Linked DNA regions of Cricetulus griseus: region 1 is linked to region 2. A link is a contact called in public Hi-C data. All regions are on one chromosome and are shown on one strand. Each heading gives the region's core, a stretch centred on a gene start, on an enhancer-like site or on the middle of the called end of the contact. The rest is flanking DNA. Distances are from core to core; before and after follow the strand shown. Region 1 has its middle 19 kb from the start of Slc38a7. Region 2 holds the start of Setd6 (N-lysine methyltransferase SETD6).

Region 1 (2,700 bases), core at 67-2,566, 130 kb after region 2:
ACATGCCTGGATTGATTATTTTAACTTTGGTTTTAGGCTGTTATTATTTTGTTCACTTTAAAAGCATCTTTTATTTTAGTTTATGATTATAATATCTTCTTCATTACTCTGTGCATTAGTGATAGGTTCTCAGCTCTCTGTCTCTCTATATGTTCTTTAACTTATTATTATTTGTCTTTATATTATTGTCTAATAAATAAATATTTAACATTATGTATTTATTATTTGGCTTTTTAAGACAAGGCCTTGCTCTGTAGCTCTAGATATCCTGGAACTCACACTGTAGACCAGGTTGGCCTTGAACTCACAGAGATTCCCCCTTCCTCTGCCTCCTGAGTGCTGGGATTAAGAGTGGGTGTCACCACCACACACCACATCAGTCCCTTTGGTCTATGTTAAGGCTGTCTCCTCCAAATTCTTTAATCTGTATTGGAGCTCTGGTATGCTCTCTGCAGCGGTACAGTTGTTCAGCCTTAGCCAGGTAGAAACCCCACACACCTTGCTTTCGATTTATTTGCCAGCTGAAGCTATGGCTGCAGACCATTGGTTAGGGACCTACTCTTCACACTAGGCTATCTGTAGGCCTTTTGGGGGTTCATTTAGCTTCCCTATCTCCTTTTTCCTGTAGGGGCTTAGCAGCTTTTCAGAGCTGCAAAGGAGGGAGAGGCAGGGGTTCGTTCTGGCCAGTTCAGAGCGGAATTCCATATAACCTATCCTGATTTGGGCTCCTTACCTCTTACCACCCACTGCAAACCTCAGGAGCCACATGCATTTCCTAGATTGTTCATGGAATAAGAATGAAGGAGTTTAGGGTCTAGGTGGACTGCTTAGAAGTAGGGCCTGAGATGGTGTTTCTTGTGAACTTGACTTGCTGGGGGTGTAAGGAAAGGTGGACAAGGCAGTGAAGAATGATACAAACGTGCACTCTCAGCCAGGTGTGGTGCTGTGACTGCAATCCCAGCCTTTGGAAGACTGACACAGTGGGACTGCCTTGTCAGGGTCAGCCTGGGCTGCAGCACAAGATCCTCAAAACCCCCAAACCAAACCACAACAAAAGCCTGCTCTCAGTGCAGCCTGGCTCCCACCTGGTCATGGAGGTGGCTTGCCATGTACAGAGTCAGCCTTGTCTTGAGGCCAGGGTGGTGGCCTGGGGGCCCACCTCAGCCAGTCAGTCCATGCCTGTGTCCTTCTGAGAAGAAACTGAGAAACCACATTACACCTACACAATTAGAATTGTTTGGTTAGTATGATTTCCACATCAGACTGGAGGCTGTGACTCTGAGGTGGCCCTGCCCTTGTATAAGGGTGTCACTCAGATGAACCAAGCGAAAGCTCTTGTGACTCAGAGGCCTGGAGTCTCCTCTGAGAGTGCCAACTCGCCAACTCCATAAACAGAAATTATGTAAGGGCGACCCCTGTCTTCTGAAAGAGAAACTGCAGTTGCTTATTCTTTCCACGCAGAGACACACTACATTAGTTTCTCTTAGATTTCCAGTGTCTTATTGATGAGGTAGCACCATTGCCACTCTCATAGCCTAGCAAAAGGAGGCTCGAGTAGTGAGTCAAGTCTCTGAGCTCTTGCAGGTAATGAGGCATCTTTGGGCATCAACCCACGTCTATCTGAGGTCAAAGACTGCTCCAACCAACAGGCCCTCTGTTGTCAAGAGCAGAAACATTGCCTCATGGGAGTGTTAGACATAGGCTCCACCTCAGACCTGCTGAAGCAGAAAAACAGTTTAGAGATCCCAGATGGCTCTTCACTTATGACTTGCTTTCATATTAGAGTGTGAGAAACTGCTGAAGTACTAGAAGCAGTGGGCATACCCAGCATGCATCTTCCCAAGACAAAACAGAAGGAAATGTGGCCACTTTTTCTTCTCCTTCCTTCCTTCCCTCCCTTTTTCCCTTCCTTCCTTCTATCTTTTTTGTTAGTATCCAGAGCCTCGCAAGGACTCTATGGATGCAGGAATCCCCAGCCCTCAAGCACTGTCTTAATGACTCAGCTTTGCCCAGTGAGTTATGTGAATGAGGTCAGACTATGTTCCTTTTAGATAAGCTGCCCTGAGAGGTGAAGACCTTGTCCAGGCCCCTAGCCAGCAGGAGCTGACCACTTGATGTGGATTAGCTGAAAGAGGCTGAGTTCTGAGGGTTTTGAGATCTGATGTACGTGCCTGAATGAGGACTGTGAGTCCCTGGCTTGCCCTGTGGTATCAGAGGTCATTGTGCTGGCTGAGAGTGTTCTCTGGTTCCTTGTTGATTTGTTCATGATAAGAACACTGTGTGGCTCCACTGATGTGACCAATGCAACCCCAGCTAACTATTTAACTTCTCTTGCTGAGCCTTGGCTTTCTTCAGAGTTGTACCTAGATGGAGTTGACGCCTTTAATCCCAGCACTCGGGAGGCAGAGGCAGGCCATCTCTGAGTTCGTGGCCAGCCTGGTCTCCAGAGCGAGTGCCAGGATAGGCTCCAAAGCTACACAGAGAAACCCTGTCTCAAAAAACCAAAAAAAAAAAAAATTCCCCTACCTCTATTCTTCACAGACCACCAAGGTAGACTGGGCATGCCATGTTCCCTGTTTGGCAAATTAAGAAAATACCCAAGGAATTAAAGTGACATTTCTATAGGTTGGTCATGTTAACAGATCACAACACAAAATCTACCTCTTAGGATAGTTTACCACCCAAGTGAACCTCACTTTC
Region 2 (2,700 bases), core at 78-2,577:
GTTTAAAGCTGATAGAATTAATCCCTTACTGTAGATAGCACTTCCAGTATTGGACATCTTTTTGCTGTGTTAAGATATCTATAAATACCTATACATTATATAATATATATATGTATATCAGGTCTTCCTGTGTGTGTTTTCCCAATTGGTGGTTGTCTCCTCTTTGGTCAAGGTGAACTTTTAATGGAGTTCATTACTTTCCTCTCTGTACAAAGTTAAGAGCCTAGTTTTGTGTGTTCTGGTGGCTGATAAGAGATTTTGAGATGACAAAATGCAAAACAAAAACCCTTATTAATATAGAAAGTTAACTGTGCAGAAAAACTAATAAAGAAATGAAGTGTATGAGTGTGTCATGTTTCCTGGCTGTCTCCGGCTCGGATGGGTGGAGGGTAGCAATTGTTTCTGTATATCTTTATACCTTCAGTGCCTGTTACACACATTTTGGTGGGAGTGAGGATTGCATGGTCTCATGCTGTAGCCCAGGCTGGCCTTGAACACTCATTGAAATCCTGCTTCAGCTTCCTGGGTGTTAGGATTATGTAGGCCCCCCTTGCCTAGCTTTTTGTTTTTCCTTTGGGGTGATGGGGTTTGAACCAGTGTGGTCACACACGATACTCAAGGTTCTACCATGAGGCCATATACCCTGATTGAGACACGATTTACCGATCCTGACACTAGTTCTCGGTGTCACAGATGAGGAAATAGCTTAGCCAGTAAGACCTCTTCAAAGCAAGGACACACCACTTTTTTTTGCTTGGTTTTTGTTGCTTTGAGACAGTTTCACCCTAGCCTAGGCTGGACAGGAACTCCCAGTAATACTTCTGTCTCAGCCTCCCAAGTACTAGAATTACACTGCCAACTTATCCACGTTCATTCACCTGATATTGACTCCTTCCAATGTATGAAAAGTAAAATGAAAGAGCCTATCATCTCTATACAGAAAATGAAAAACGAGTAAATTAGCAACTGTGGATATGTGTGTCTGTTAGATGTAGAAAACATTCAGGCCACTTCAAACCCACGTGCAAACTATCTAATCGAACGAAAGTCGGTGAAATAGATGGTTATCGCTAACAGGTGGTCGGTCACTACCGCGCAGCAGCTAAGACTCCTGGAAGAAACCGGATTTTGTTCCTGCACCCCGCTCTCGGGTACTCGCCCAGAACTAGGCTGGAGGCAGCACAGACCTGGCCTGTGTGCTCGCGGACGCGCAAAGGAGATGTCAAGCCGCTGGAGGTCCTGCCAGAGACGCTTTGCTGCGGGAGGCCGCGGCGTGGGTGCCTGGACCCGAGCTCCGCCCCGTCCGCTAGCATCCAGCGTCGCCGGAAGCGCCGGGAGGACGCGGCGCCTCCCGGCATGGCGGCTCCGGCCAAGCGTGCGCGGGTGAGTGGCGGCTCGCCCCTCACCACGCCCTGCCCGGTCCGGAGAGTTACCCGCGCCCCCCTGTCGCCCCCGGCTCCCGGGCGCGGCCATGCCACTTGTTTCTCCCCGCTGGCGGCGTGGCCCCGCGGTGGCCAGTCCGACGGCGACGCGGTAGCCGGCTTCCTGCGCTGGTGCGCGGGAGTGGGGCTGGAGCTGAGTCCCAAGGTGGCGGTGAGCCGGCAGGGCACGGTGGCCGGCTACGGCATGGTGGCGCGGGAGAGCGTGCAGCCGGGGGAGCTGCTGTTCGCAGTGCCGCGCTCGGCGCTTCTGTCTCCCCACACCTGCTCCATCAGCGGCCTGCTGGAGCGAGGTGGGTAGGGGGGCGGAGGGCTGGCTCCGGGGCTGGCTGCCGGATTGCGCCTGGGCGGGCGTTCACCGGGTGTCTTCCCTAGAGCGAGGCGCGCTGCAGAGCCTGTCGGGGTGGGTGCCGCTGCTGCTGGCGCTGCTCCACGAGCTGCAGGCCCCAGCCTCACCCTGGAGCCCCTACTTCGCGCTCTGGCCAGAGCTCGGGCGTTTGGAGCATCCCATGTTTTGGTGAGAGCCAAGGGAAGGGCTGGGGAGAACCCGTTTCAACCACTTTGCTCAGGGGCAGGCTGTGAAGGGCCCTGGATGGGTTATCCTTGCAGGCCAGAGGAGGAACGGCGGCGCCTCCTACAGGGTACAGGTGTCCCGGAGGCCGTGGAGAAGGATTTGGTGAACATCACTAGCGAATACCATTCCATCGTCCTGCCCTTCATGGAGGCTCACTCCGATCTCTTCAGCCCCACTGTTCGCTCACTGGAACTCTATCGTCAGCTCGTGGCTCTTGTGATGGCTTATAGGTCAGTGTTAAAAGCCTGGAGGAGCAGACCCTCATCTTTAGAACATTGTTGAGGGGGAAGAACATTGAACTCCAGGCCCCTCACCCAAGAGAGGGCCTTAGTTGAATTCTCTCTGTGGCAGCTTTCAAGAACCACTGGAGGAAGAGGATGATGATGAAAAGGAGCCCAACTCCCCCTTGATGGTGCCTGCTGCAGATTTACTAAACCACATAGCCAATCACAATGCCAATCTTGAGTACTCTGCAGTGAGTGAACCCCTATGTGCATAATGAGTCAAGTCATTGTGCTCCATTTTCCTACTTAACATTAAAATGAATGGGTCAGATTAGCTACTCTCCTGTATACTTTGGTATCAAGTGACAGTAAGAGTGTGGATACACGTGGAGTTGGTGGCACACACCTTTAATCCCAGCTCTCGGGAGGCAGAGGCAGGCAGATCTCTTGTGAGTTCGAGGCC

Evidence for each region. A called contact is a pair of places that touch in the nucleus more often than the background predicts.
Region 1: a contact with region 2 is called in a Hi-C map of the CHO-K1 cell line, with 3 times the contacts expected there. The contact joins the enhancer-like site here to the promoter of Setd6 in region 2. A contact is called at or near these places in 2 of 8 Hi-C or Micro-C datasets (the CHO-K1 cell line and fibroblasts).

Annotation. Positions count from the first base shown.
Region 1 is chr3:172,028,560-172,031,259 of CriGri-PICRH-1.0, forward strand. No RefSeq gene overlaps it. Among named protein-coding and RNA genes, the nearest start is that of Slc38a7, 19 kb to the right of the region's middle. Within about 2 kb of position 1,317, at least 4 of the 6 cell types and tissues checked have open chromatin away from gene starts, as enhancers often do. A contact at or near this core is called in the CHO-K1 cell line and fibroblasts, where this site is marked.
Region 2 is chr3:171,902,267-171,904,966 of CriGri-PICRH-1.0, forward strand. It overlaps Setd6 (N-lysine methyltransferase SETD6), which reads left to right and starts at 1,328. Exons shown (of 7, transcript XM_027405718.2): 1 at 1,328-1,732; 2 at 1,815-1,956; 3 at 2,049-2,243; 4 at 2,365-2,488. The coding sequence starts at 1,357. Ndrg4 (protein NDRG4) reads left to right here. Exons shown (of 16, transcript XM_035442606.1): 16 at 1-342.